Regions from separate parts of the Mus musculus genome. Here region 2 is linked to region 1. A link is a contact called in public Hi-C data. All regions are on one chromosome and are shown on one strand. Each heading gives the region's core, a stretch centred on a gene start, on an enhancer-like site or on the middle of the called end of the contact. The rest is flanking DNA. Distances are from core to core; before and after follow the strand shown. Region 1 overlaps Spin1 (spindlin 1). Region 2 has its middle 24 kb from the start of Gm52049.

Evidence for each region. Hi-C and Micro-C count contacts between places; a contact is called where the count stands out from the background.
Region 2: a contact with region 1 is called in a Hi-C map of embryonic stem cells, with 2.0 times the contacts expected there. The contact joins two enhancer-like sites. A contact is called at or near these places in 4 of 484 Hi-C or Micro-C datasets (cortical neurons and embryonic stem cells), 3 of 115 datasets of contacts at active chromatin or transcription factors (acute myeloid leukemia and embryonic stem cells) and 1 of 9 other capture datasets (embryonic stem cells).

The regions. Positions count from the first base shown.
Region 1 is chr13:51,120,315-51,127,186 of GRCm38.p6, reverse strand. Spin1 (spindlin 1) reads right to left here. Exons shown (of 6, transcript NM_146043.4): 2 at 3,899-4,099. The coding sequence starts at 3,950. Among named protein-coding and RNA genes, the nearest start is that of Spin1, 23 kb to the right of the region's middle. Within about 2 kb of position 4,981, at least 33 of the 459 cell types and tissues checked have an H3K27ac peak or open chromatin away from gene starts, as enhancers often do. A contact at or near this core is called in embryonic stem cells, where this site is marked.
Region 2 is chr13:51,611,402-51,618,667 of GRCm38.p6, reverse strand. No RefSeq gene overlaps it. Among named protein-coding and RNA genes, the nearest start is that of Gm52049, 24 kb to the left of the region's middle. Within about 2 kb of position 2,662, at least 60 of the 459 cell types and tissues checked have an H3K27ac peak or open chromatin away from gene starts, as enhancers often do. A contact at or near this core is called in embryonic stem cells, where this site is marked.

The DNA.
Region 1 (6,872 bases), core at 3,732-6,231:
CACCCTCAGCACCTGCTTGACAAACTTCAGTGTCCTTTAAAATGTCCAACTTCCTTTCTTAAAAACGATTAGACAAGAAAGGCCTAGGTGTCTAACTTACTGCTCAAGCATTTGCTAGAATACACAAGATCCTTGGTTTGACCTTCAAACACATACGAACACACCATACATAGTGGGGGACCTAGCTTGGTGCCACATGCCAGTAATTCTAACAATCAAAAGGGGGTTATAATCCAAGTAGGTTACAATCAAAACAAATGTTTTGCATGCAAAGACGTTAAAAGATAACCACACCCAAATAATCCCTAAAATCGGGAAATATCAAGAAAACAAGTCAAGCCAGTAAAAAGTAAGCCACCTGCACCGTGATTATTACGTAGACTATGTAGATCAGTAAGGTCAGCAGCGTACAGCACAGCAACACAAACTCTCAACATACATGCAATGCATGTATACATACATAAGTGAGACTGAAACCAGACCTACCTAGGAACCCAGAGAGCAACACCCACAGGCCTAACCCAAGGGAACCCAGACTGCCATAAAGAAAGGAGGAGCAGGGAAAGCAAAGCCAAAGTAGACCTCTGGGAGACTCATAAGCCCGGGCTGCCGACAAGCAGGGAGGTGGCTGCGCACAGGCCCTAACTAACTTCTGAACACTATAGTGTCTTCACAAGAGCAGAACAAACAAAACGTACTTCTAAACGCATCAGATACAGGGGAATGAAGACTTGCTGTCAAGCAGAACTTAAACCAGAAGACAGCAAGCAATTCCCCCCTCAATCCACCCACTGACAGGAAAGTATCTTCCAGCACAACAGCGGCACTGCACACAAACAGTCCAGCTCCACCAGGACTGAGACAGACTTAAATTCAGGACAAATGTCTCCATGGATCACAAAAGATACTTCAAAATCATATGGTTAATTAATCAAAAAGTCACAACAACCCTAAGTACATACAAGCCTAATTACAGAGCCCTGAGCCCCCCACCCCCCACCTGCCCCCCCCCAAAATGGGGGAAAAAAAAACACATCTGCACCATGTATATTTAGTTACACAAACTCTCTTGGTGTTCATGGTGTGAACAGGAGGGCAGAAAACCAGAAGGGTCACAGACACCTGAGAACCACTAGAGACAGCTTGAAAGTCATGTCATATGCATTTCCTTTGGACCCCATGTTAACACCTAGATGTACTGGCTATATACTGACTCACACCATGAATCTAACAATATCCTTAAAATATCCTGAAATCATACAAAATATATTTGCTTACCCAGATCAACATTATTAGGGCATAATTATGGAAAAGGTTCTGAGCAGTTAAACCAGGTCCTGAACTCATAGTGTAAGACACAGTTACAATGAGAACGGGAAAAAATTTTTAAAAAAACCAAGTATCAGGGCTTAGACACTGTAAAACAAGCAGCGTTTTTACTCATCAGGTATCTACATTAAACGGCCAAGTATGAAGACGGCTTTAACACAGGCCAGAAGAAAAAAGGCTTCCCGGGAAGCAGGAGGGCGGAGACAGGAAGGCTTCTTTCTTCACTATTTGCAATACTAAAGGTACTACTAAGCAGCCATTACAGCTTTCAATCAAGAGACAGAGATGGCACGTTGGTACCCGGACCAACAGAGGGAAGAACAAAGGGTAAGAAGAAAAGGATAGTTAAGTGTGTGGCAGCCACAGGTAGGCCAGGAGTGAAGAAACCATACCTCAAGTGTTCTCTGACAAGGTGCAGAGAAAGGAAACACTCAAGGCATGCTAGAGCTGTATCTACTGTACCAGGTGTGTCCACCCTCTCTCTCATCCCGTAGTATCCTAATCCTCATCCCACACACACCCACGAGCCTACTTTGGACACACAGCATGCTGGCTTCAGGAAACGGGCACCTTGAATGCCAGGCCGTTCACTGTCTCTGTCCCTCGAGGCAAAGCGTTTTAGGGTGCACTACAGACCAAGTCCCAGGGCTGACTTTCTACTGAGAACCTAGTTCACTGAGTAAGAAACAAAATAACCATCTAATCCTAGGTGAGAACGCACACTGAGGCCGCACAGTGAGATGGGGCACTGCAGACAAGCAGCGTGGCTTCCTGAGGTGACCTGAGAACAACAGTGCAGTCAAAGGACTGATGAGCCAGAGGCCATGCACGAAGTCCAGAGCTCCGAGAAACTACACCATAACCAAGACAAATTTCCAGTTTCGGCCCAACTTGTACAGTTTAAGTTGTTCCTGCTCCTCTGTCTTTATCACAAGTAAAACACTAAAAAATCTCAACCATGCTTCTAAGATTGATCAGAGAATATAAAGTCACAAGACAAGAGAGGAAAGGATGGCAACCTAGATAGTCAGAGCCCGCACAGGAAGCTGTATAGAAGAACTTCAACTGGTGCTGCTGGAGTTAGTAGAGCCCAGTCAGCCAGTGGGATTGAGGCACACTCTTAAAGGGGCCCACACTTTAGTTCTGTCTGTAAAGGCTGATAATCTGACCAAGCTGTCCTGTGCCCTAAGGCAGGACACTCTAAAGTATAGGTTTGACCAAAGGTTGAGCTAATCACAGAACCAGCAAATGAGCTAATGGATAGAGTGAAGGACACACACACACACACACACACACACACAATAAAAAAAACAGACCTACCGGTAGGAGGAAACAAAACAAAATCATTATAAACAAAGAAAAAAGCCAGGCATGGCTGCACACATACAATCCCAGAAGTGGGGAACAGGAGGAACATATCTAAGTTCAAGGCCAGCAAAGGGTAGGTCTGAGGCTCCCTAGGGTGAGACTTTTATCTACAAAAGCTGGACTTCTTTAAATTGGAAATACTCTGTGTGCTGACTGTGATGCCCATGGGCAAGAGAACCAAGGACATAGGCCAGCCTGGGCAACAAGTTCTGAAACACTAGCAACTTCACTTAAACCTTATCACAGACTTTTTCCAATGTTCAAATGCCACAATTAAGTACTGAAGAGTATTATTTGTCAGCACAGTATGTGCAACACCTGTGATCCCAAGGCAGGAGGATCAACATGTTCAAGATTCTGTGGCCAAAAGGAAGGGAGAAAGGAAAAGGCAGGCAGGGTAGCTGGTTCATTTGCTAATTTTATAAAACATTTCACATGGTCTCTTTTTGTTTGGGGAAAGAAGGTTTTAAAAACCTCCACTTTTAAACCAGGTGGTGGTGGCATATGACTTTAATAATCCCAGCGCTGGAGAGTCAGAGTTCAAGGCCAGCCTGGTTTACAGAGTGAGTTCCAAGACAGCCAAGGAAAGGAACAGTCTCAAAAATCTACCCTTTTACTCCTGTTGTTTTTAGTCATGTGCCACAAAAACAAAACAAACAAACAAACAAAAAATGGAGTGGATTACTGTTGTAGAGGAGGTGTACAGGCAGGCTTGGCTTTTGTTGTTTTTGAGACAAGACTTCATATAGTCCAGGATGGCCTGGAACTCGCTGTGTAATAAAGGACGGCCTAGAATTCCTGGTCTTCCTGACTCCATTTCAGAGCACTGGAATTACAGGCTCAATGAGGTCAATTTCAGATCCAAAGCAATACAGCTGCTTTAAATAAGCATACACAACTGAGTAAGATCCTCCTCCTGCCCTAAAGCCACCCAATCTCCTAAATCTCACTAAATCCAACAAGCTAACATCTCGCCTTCTTCTCGAAAAAATAAAGCCTTGATTCCACTATACTCTTGAAATGTACTTGTTTAGCACTTATTAGGTTATACAGAAAACAATTATCTGGCATAAGACATCAAAGCTCTTGTTTCACGTGCAGCAAGGTATAAATCACGGTGAAGGAAGGGCCCCCACGGCCCAGGCGAAACCACTGTTCTAAAAGGTACAGCACACTGACACACACAGCGCTCCGTGCTTACCTGCATCAGCTCTGGACCGTTGGCCAGGTGTCTTCCCGAATGGGGTCTTCATTCATCTGTATCTATGTGAGCAGCAGAGCTGCTGGACTAGGGTGAAAATCCAATGTTCTCAGCTATGAGGCTGCCCACAGGTTCGTGTTAATCCACCATCCAGATGTCTCCTTTACAAGTTCAGCAAAAACACACGGGATCCCAAGCACTCTGTAAAATGAGCATCAAGACAGCAAATGCCTAGTGAGCCTCTAAATGTAATCGGAAATGTAAGCCTAATTCTCAACTAAAGGCACTGATCCCTGGAGCAATGACAATGCAAAGGCAACGCCTCACAGTGAGAAGGGGATGTCGGGACGGGTCAGACCCCGTAGGGAGAAGAGGCTGTGCAGGGACTAGAGAGCCCCGTCCTAAATAAACCACCTTGCTGCTAGGGCCCAGGGTAGGTGCAGGATCACAGGAGAGGTGATCAGGGTACATACAGGTCAATCAGGGAGGGAAGATGCATCTGGCAGACCAGGACTTGGGAAAAAGACAATATAACCTTGTTTTCCCCTTTCTGCCCCCAACCTCTCAAAAAGAACCATTAAACCCAAGAGAACTTCCAAGAAAAACGTTCCCACCCATGCAGATGCTAAATTGTTTCACAAAAGCAGTACAAACTTGATTTACATCAAGTTTGGTTCCAGAAACTCTGAAGCCCAGGTAGTAAACCGTTTCCATATCTTTCCCAATCAGGCATTTTTCCAACGGCTAAAGTGTCCTGGTGCTGCTGCTCCTGTGGTCAGGCTTGCATGTTACTTGTAACTGCTAAATGAACAATTTCAGAGTTCTGTGTATCATTACCACTCCATGGCGTTATTCAGTCTCTAGCTGAGATTACAAGGACATCACAACCCACTAGGTCCTCCCTGCTGTATTTAGTTTCCCCCAGCCTTCCTGCCCGTGGCCCAGCTCCCCTTCTGCTGTGCTTACAGATAAAGCACTAAACTTGAAGGCAAGACATTCAAGCTCTTCTGTCATGTTCAACTCTCTTGTATGTAACCTGAGCAGCATTCAGCACTACTACTACTAGCCAGAACCCAGCACACAGGCTTGCTGTGCACTACAAAGGACTTCCCACTGAGGCACTGTCCTGAGGCCCTCAGGCTCAGCCCTGTCATTAGTTCAGCCAATTCTAACCTTCCTCTAGTGAATTTCATCACTAGAGCATCCTCAGCATATAATAAACTTGATGCAGTGTATCACAACTTTAAAGGCCAACTCCTGGGGCTGGAAAATAGCAGAAGAGCCAGGCTTAAGTTCCAGCACCAACTCAGAGGCTACAATGCAGAAGCTACAATTCCAAGAGATTTGACACTCTCCTCTGACCTTGGGACCAGGTAGACACATGGTACACACACAGGAAGGCAAAGCACCCACTACACATAAAATAAAAGCAAATCTTTTTTTTGTTTGTTTGTTTGACAGGATCTTTCTGTATAACCAGCCCTTGCTGGCCTCAAACTCAGAGACATACCAGCCTCTGCCTCCCAAGGTTTTCTGAAGTGTGTGTGTGTCCTTCTCACTAGGTTTCAACTATCATGGCAACATTTTCTGTTGCTATTTGAAGTTGAATTTAACAAACCTTTAAGAGAAACTGAGGACTTGAAGCACGGGTCTTCTGTTTTCTGTTGTCGTGTGTATATACATTGTTTACGAGCATGCAGAACAGGGGTGCAGAAATCTGAGGGCAGCCTGGAGTGTCCATCAGTCTTCACCCTGCCCTGTCTGTCTTCTTTAGCTGTGCCTGACCCCATGAGCTGCTGGGGATCCTCCCATCCTCATCTTCCCAGGGGACTGCTGGACGAGATACGAAAGCTATGTCTGCTTTACATGACAAGGACCTTTTACCGCAAAATAATGTGCAGTAAAGTTCCTAGAAAAAAAAAGCCACACCTACTGCTGACTAATTACAACTTCATGATTGTGGAAAGAGCCAAAATGCCAAGTTCTATCTTGAGTAGCTTTAGTCCCTTTACAGACCACTCACAGTCCCCCTAAGTGTCTGACCTAGCTTCCTCACGATGTAAAACCTTTTGGAATATACATACAGAAAGTCTTCATAGAGTACTTGAAACTTGTAACAGATTACCATCTTTGCTGTAGCTTGCCTACCTGATATTTCCACCAATATACTTGAAAATGTCTTGCCTTATGATTTTTTTTGTTCCCAATCCATAAAAATTCTGTTTCCACATTGATACACGGCATTCAGATTAGTCTTTCATAGGCCAGCCACGTTGGTAACAATGCAACATTCTTTCTTATCTTCCAGAGGAACCATCAGTCTAGGCTCCTCCCAACTCCTGTTTAAAACCATCAGGAAATGCAGTCCCCTCGCCAAGACAATGAGTGCTTTGAAAAGTCAGATAAAGAACAGCATTCTGAAAGTAGAACTGCTCTTTTGACTGAACTAATTTAATTCATTCAAGTTTTCTAGAGACACAGATCATCTTTAAGTTATCTTATTATGGTGGTTAGTTTAGTAAAGAAAAAAAAATTAAACAAATGCAGTCGTTTCTAGGATAGCAGATGCTCCTCCCTACCCCAGTGCTCCAGGAAAGTCACCAAGTGGAGATTACTGCCACGTTGCTAAAAAGGATCAGGCGGCTGGAGAGGTGGATCAGTGATCAAGAGCACAGCCTGATCTTCCTCGGTTAAATTCATAGCATCCACATCACATATAGCTCATAGCCATCTGTAACTCCAGTTCCAATGTATCTGACACCCTTTTATGGCTCCTCCAGCTATGGTGGAAATGCATAAAGGAAAGCAATACACCCACATATACATTTAACAACAACAAAAATAAGGTAAGAAATGGAGACCAGACAACAGAAAGGTTCTTAGGTTACCTACTCTCTCTCCCTACACATGCGACCAGGACCCTGACTATGGTGAGAACACACTCAGGAAATCAGTTAAGTACTCACAGCTGACC
Region 2 (7,266 bases), core at 1,413-3,912, 490 kb before region 1:
GCAATGTAGTCTTTGAACTGTCACCTGGAACTATACGGCAAGGAGCTTCAGGGAAGGAAGAACGCAGCTAGCTTGCCAGGACCGGGGTGCCTGGGGGGGGGGGGGGGTTCTGACACAATAAGAAACTGTCTATCATGTGTGTGAAATGGAATGGAGACTTCAGGTCATTTGACTTAATATGCAGAGCCGAGGGGCTTTTGTTCCTCTGTGGTACCACTGTGCACATGAAGGACACAGATGACCTCGGGTCAGGCTGTTTCCTTTGACATGGCCACAGCAAACTATAGAAAATCTAGTCTTAAAAAACGAAATTTTGCAAGAAAAAGCTTATACCAATGGATATTTACAATCCTTGGTAATGCTATTCAAACCATGTTCCTTGGATCCTTTGAATAAAACCTAGGCAGTCAGGTGATATTTAACAATAAAAACATCAACACTATTCTAAAGCCTTATATAAAAAGTGTTTGGGATGAAATAATTGATCTTTAGCCACGCATCTCCTGCAATCCTGAAAACAGCCACAAGGGGGCGTATTGCTCCTAGTGTTTACCAGCAGCCCACTTTTAGAACTAGGATGACCCCGCTTTCCCTCCCTCCTCCTTCCTCTCCCCCCCTTCTCTCTCCCCTCTCCCTTCCCTCCTTCTTCTGAAACATGGACTAACCCCCAGTGTTAGTATTCCTTCTCTGCGTCAGATTCCAGCCTACCAAGTGTATAGCCATAGGCTCACAAGATTCCTATGGGGCGGAGCCAGCTCCAGTATCACTGGCTAAAGGACGCTAGGGTGGCAGAAAATAACCAGATTCTGCAGGACAGGAAGCAGAAGACATGGCAGGTTATCCTGCATATTGGCTTGTCTAACAGCTTTTAAGGTGGCAAAATAAACAAAACAACCCCAAAAGACTCCCCCAAACCATAAAGCCCAAAGATCCAAAACAAACCAACCAACCAACAAACCACTCAACCATAGCCAACAGGCAGAAAAACAGAAAAATAAGAAGGTACGTTTGTCACAATACTATGTATTTAAGATACCAGGAAATTGTGTGTTCTTCCTAGGAAAAAGGGCTCTTCAAACACTGAATTATGCACATTTAATATCAATATCTAACAAAGTTTACAATAGTTTTGGCTTGTTGGCACATTATAATTGGATGTGTTCCAGAATTTCAGTGGCTCAGTAAGACTGTAATCCATAGAGCTTCAGCTAACAGAATGTCTGTTCACTTAGATGTGTGTGTGTGTGTGTGTGTGTGTGTGTGTGTGTGTGTGTGTGGTGTGGTGTGGTGTGTGTGTGTTATTTTAGGATAAGTATAAAGTCTTTAGTTTCCTGGGTAAACAGAAAGGGAATTGTTTTTTTGTTTTGGTTTTTTTTTTTGTTTTTTTGTTTTTGTTTTTTTTTTTTTTTGTGGGTGTTTTTGCTTTATTGTGTTTGAGATGCAGTCTCATTCTAACCCAACCTAGCTCGTAACTGTTAGTGTGGCCCAGGTTGGTCTTGAACTCATGATCCTCCTGCCTTAGTGGCCAAAGTGCTGGGCTTGCAGGCACTGACCTCCACTCCCCACTAAGAAAAATCTACCTGTCTGATGTCTTAACAACTGGATCCTGTAAATTATGCATGTGTGTATGCATTATGTTCTTAAAGCAATAAGAACCAAAGAAGAATATTAAGACACCAATAAAAAGTAGCCATTCATCTCGTGACTCACAAACCAACACACGGAGAGACACTGCCAACATAGGCACAGCAGGAGACTGCAGCCCTCAGCATCCCACAGGCACACTGAGTTTGGCAACCGCCCATGCATACGGATGCCTTTGTGGGAGGCCCGGGGAGCTCAGCAGAGAGGCTTCAATACCTCATTAGAGGAAGGGGGTGAGGGTTGGGAGGAACAAGCCTGTCAAGGAGAGTAGATGAGGCAGGTTCACTGTCTCATAGGCCGGTCCCCATCTGCAGAACTCAGTGACAAGAGCATCCTCCTGCGGTGACTTCTCTAAGGAGGGAAAACAAGAACACAACGAATGCCTGGTTTCCTGGTCACGTGGGAGCCCAACAGGCGTGGTTCTGTTTTGGTCTACTCAAACCCTTTGCCTCTTCCTGAGTAAATAGCCTGGGGCTAGGCAGGAAAGGGGGTGGGGTGGGGGAGAAGGGGCGGGGTTCATAATGACAGGGTCTCGAATCCAACAAAGAATGATTGGTCATCCAGATACCTTGGAAGCTCTGAGAGGTCAGTCACATCCCTCCACCACTGCAGTTGCTCCTGCTAGAAGTCTAGATGGGTCTCGGGGAATTCTGTATACATCCCAATAGCTAGTGGTCTCCCATAAACTAACGCTGATAGTCAACTTGGTGGCATATAGGGTCACATAGATTACCTCCTGGGCGTGCTTATGAGGGACTTTGTTAAGTTAGCCTCTGGGTGTGTCTTATCTAGATTGGGCTAGTTGAGGTAAGAAGACCCACCCCAAGTGAGTGTGACATCATCTCGTGGGCTAGGATTCTAGACTTAAAAAAGAGAGAGTGAGGAGGGCACTGGCGTTCATCTGTTTCCTGACTGTGGCTGCCCTGCGACCAGCTGTCTTGCACCCCCTCTAGGATCTCCACAGTATGATGGACCAGCCGGTGAGCAGAATAAACTCCTCCTTCCATTGCTTTTGTTAGTCATTGCATCACGGAAGTGAGCGAAGAGTTGTCCAACACAGTGTGCATAAGCCTTTGTTTGTTGCCCCAAGCACATGCAGGCGACCAGCTGGACTTTGCCGAGCTGGGAGCAGGCTACTAACCTTGAACACTCAGGGCACCGTCCCAGGGAAAGGGAACAACTCAGAGCTTGGCTTAGCTTTACGAGATTCAGATGAGGTTTATATTTCCAAGGCATTTCCCAACTGTGAGCCAAAGGGATAAAGTCACAGAAAAGACCAGAGGGACTCCCAGAATCCCTAGCTCGGGTGAGTAGTGGATGCCTGTCTCTTTCAAAGCCATTCAGTAATGACTGGACACGCCTGCTTTTCCAGATGTGTCGGTAGCAACACAAGGCTTCAAGAACACGGAAAATCAGAAATGTCAGTGAGCTGTAAGGGAACACACAGAGGTCATTGTGAGACCACTCTCCATGGATGGAATGAGAAGTTCTGCAGAGGTGGAAACCTAAAAACAAAAAAGAAAACCAAAAATCCTAGAAGTTTTGGAACTGAGGAATGCATGGAGTAAGCTTAGAAGCATGATAGAGGTACAACAGCAGGCTTGACTAAGCAGGAAAACGATTCTGTAATCTTGAAAAGGGCCACTTGAAGTTTTCCCTTTAGTCAGAGAAAAGAAAATTCAGAATAAAAACAAGTGAAGGGAGCTTATAGATTTCTGAGACTTCCCAGTGTGGGCCGGCATGGACATTCTGGGAGTTCCACAAGGAAAAGAGAAAGATCGATCAGAAGAAAACTTGCTTGAAGAAATAATAGCTTCCAAATGATAAATCCCCAACTATTGAGAAAGATGTGGACACCAAAGCTCGTGAATTCAAAGCTTTTAAAATAAGATTACACTAAGATATATAGTGGTCAATTTATTAAAAGTCAGACAGAATTTAGAAATTACCAAGAGAAAAGATTCCTGCCACCTGCATCAGGACCCTCACAAGGCTATCAGCAGATTTCTCTGCAGAAGTCCTATAAGGGGAAGAGTGGAATACTGTGAAATCAATGACACACACATACACACACACACACACACACACACACACACACATCAGCTCTGAGGACATAGAAGCTGGATGGGGAAGACTTTCCTGCAAGCAGAAGCAGGAATGGCTATACTTATGCAAAGTAGGCTTTAAGTAAAAATCTGCCATAAGGCACAGTGGTCATTTGACCATGGCCAATGTGTGGAGCAAACAAGAATACAGGCAGATGCACTCACCGTAACAGTACAGAAGTGTATAAAGCAAGTATATCAGCAGAATTGAAGGAGCGTACAGACAGCAATGGCTCACAGTAGTAGTCTTTAACATCTCACTTTCAAAATAGATACATCATTGAGGAAAAAAAAAAAAAAAAAAAAAGCCGGGCGTGGTGGCGCACACCTTTAATCCCAGCACTTGGGAGGCAGAGGCAGGCGGATTTCTGAGTTCGAGGCCAGCCTGGTCTACAGAGTGAGTTCCAGGACAGCCAGGGCTACACAGAGAAACCCTGTCTCGAAAAACAAAACAAAACAAAACAAAACAAAACAAAACAAAACAAAACTCAACAAGAACTTGAATAACACTGTAACACTCAGACCCACAGACCTGACACACAGAGATTTCGCCCAACAGCAGCAGGATGTGTATGCTTCTCAGATGCAAACCATAGGACAGATCATACGCCAAAAAATTGATTTTGGTAGCAAGTTTAAGAAGATTGAATGCTGGTAACCCGTAGTCCCAACACATGGGAGGGTGATGCAGGAGGGTTGCTAGAAGTTTAAGGTCAGCCTGGGCTACACGGTGCATTCTAGGTCATCCTGGGCTACAGAGTGAGACACTGTTTCAACAAAAATAAGAACAGAAGAGAAGCTTGAGTACTTATCATATATCTTTTCTGGTCAAAATAGAAACGAGATCACCAACAAGAGGGAGCCTCTCAAGGGTGGGCCACAGACTCTTGAGCATCCTAAGGGTAGAAGATCCCGGGAAGGAAAGAAAAAACGGTATGAGGTGAGCAAAAATGAAACCACATCTTAAAGGATGCAACTTCAGAGAGGGGAATTACCAGTGACGTCTGCCTATATTAAGAAAAAGGAAACTTCTGGAATAAATAACTTGGCTTTACATATGACACCACAGAGAGTAAATATCATTGGTGGTTATCCTAATACATGCAGAAAATGTGTCTAATGAGACTTCTTTCTTTTTGAGGCCACAGAGGAACTAAGCCTGATGGGGGACATGGCAGATACCAAATGTTGGTGAAGAAACCAACTTTTCCGCACCATTATACCATTATATAAAACTGGGAAGAATCCTTACAAAGTTAAAAAAGGAATTGCTATGTGACCCAGAAAGCTCCAAGAAAATAAATTTGGGGATCTGATCCCTTCAACCTGTGTTCACTCATAGAGTTATTCCTGTCTAGACATGTGAGTCAATGTATGTGTCAATCGACGACTGCATGAGAAAATATCTCGTGAAATATTACTCAGCCTTGAAAATGGAGAAACCATTCCATGTATGAAGCCATGGCTAAGTGTGGTGAGCATGGTGCTAAGCTAAATGAGCCAGACACAGAAAAGATACAGGACCTTGGTTATATAGCCATCAAAATATATTGGCTCAAGAGAGCAGAGAGTAGAATGGGAGCTCGGGGGAGGAGGGATGAGGCTGGGACTGAAGGCGGTTCAGTTCCAGCTATGCAAGATGAGTGCATCCTGGATACCTAATGTCCAGATGTCTGTCTGTAGCTGGTGCCCGCTGGACTGTGCATTTGAACATGACTGAGGGAGGCTATCTTAGATGTTCTTACCACAGACAAAGAGACAGCAACCACGGGAAGCAATGGATGCGATGACAGGCAATTATTTCAGAATGTACACGCACACCCATCAAAACATGGCATTGCACAGTCTAAGCATATACAATTTTTGCCAATTATGTTTAAGTAAACCTCAGAAACACACATCCTTGGAAAAATAGAAGTTTAGCCCAGGGTAGCATCGAACCCATGTGACCCAACACAATGAAACGGTAGAGCAAACAAAGATGGCAGAGCAGATGTCCGTGGAGGAGAATGGCTCAGGGCACAGGCTCCAGAAACACCCTGCTCCCTGGAGCAGCATCAGCAGCAGTGACTTCACGAGGTTCTCGGTACTCCCAGATCTTCTGGATCAGGAACTCCAGGGCACCACCACAAGCCTCCACAGGGGCAGGGACACTCTGAGAGACATCCCTAAGAACAAGCTAGAATATCTTCTCTCCTGCTCCATATTGACCTAAGCTCAGTCCTTGTGTCTGGAATAGGGAACGACTTGTTCTTCTAAAATAAAACCTCATCTAGAATAAATCTCAGCCATGAAAGGTATTTAATGTAAATATATAATTAATTAAAGGGGAAGAAAATCATGGATACGTACTCCCTGTGCCCAGTTTGGGAACTACGACGGTGCTGGGTGGTAGAGCTAGCTATTACATCTCAGAGCAATGGCTTTTAGGGATAGAGGCCATTGGGCAGTGAGGTTTTTTGTTTGTTTGTTTGTTTTGTTTTGTTTTGTTTTAATAACAAAATCTTTCTTTGGGTGAGAAGGCTCAGCAGTTAAGAGCACTGGCGGATCTTGCAGAATATCTGACACCTACCCAGTGGCTCACAACCACCTGTAATTCCATTCCCAGGGGGACCTCATGTCCTCTCTGGCCTCCTCAGGAGCTGCATGCATGTGTGCACACGCCTTTAATCCCAGCACTTGAGAAGCAGAGGCAGGCGAATTTCTGAGTTCGAGGCCAGCCTGGTGTACAGAGTGAGTTCCAGGACAGCCAGGGCTACACAGAGAAACCCTGTCTTGAAAAAAACCAAAAAACAACAACAAAAAACCCAATAGCCCGCAGTATTGGTTAGATTTAAACTATTTCAAGGTAGAAGCATAGTTTTAATTCATTACACAGCTCCACATGTGCTCTGGCTTATAGATTTCTCATCTATGCCTTACAGGAATCAGACCTTCCTAAAAAACTTCAGACTCCATACTACTGTTTGGAACATATTAGTTTCAATTATTATTCGGAGCTTCCATGTTTTTTGGTTTTCGTTGTTGTTGTTTTTTTTTTTTTTTAATTCATAGGGTCCTCGTTTAAATTCTCTGCTTCACTTCTTTCTCTATTTTTTTTTTCTTTTTGCAGAAATGTCTGAGACGCAGGCAAAGACTGATTAAACTAGCTACACAAGCATTAAAAGTTAATGCCTTTGTTTCATTTTTACCCACATACCAGTGGTTACCATGGTTACCAAGAAGGGTTCAGGTGGTGCCAACTTGCAGATGTGCTAAAATGTTTTCCCCGGCTCAGTATCTTAGTTACTACAACATTATCGTCTATAGTTTTCAGGGAAAACATTTTTTTTCTAGTATCCCAGGCTAATTTGAGGGAGCTACATCTTTAATTCAATCAATTCATTGTAAATAAAGTTGTTGTTATATCTACTGGGTGAACGGACCAGACACCCAACACGGGGCGGGGGATGGGGGGGAGAGGGGGGAAGAGAACTTCGGAGCTGTGACTCTTCTCTCCTCTGTGTGTCAGGAATCA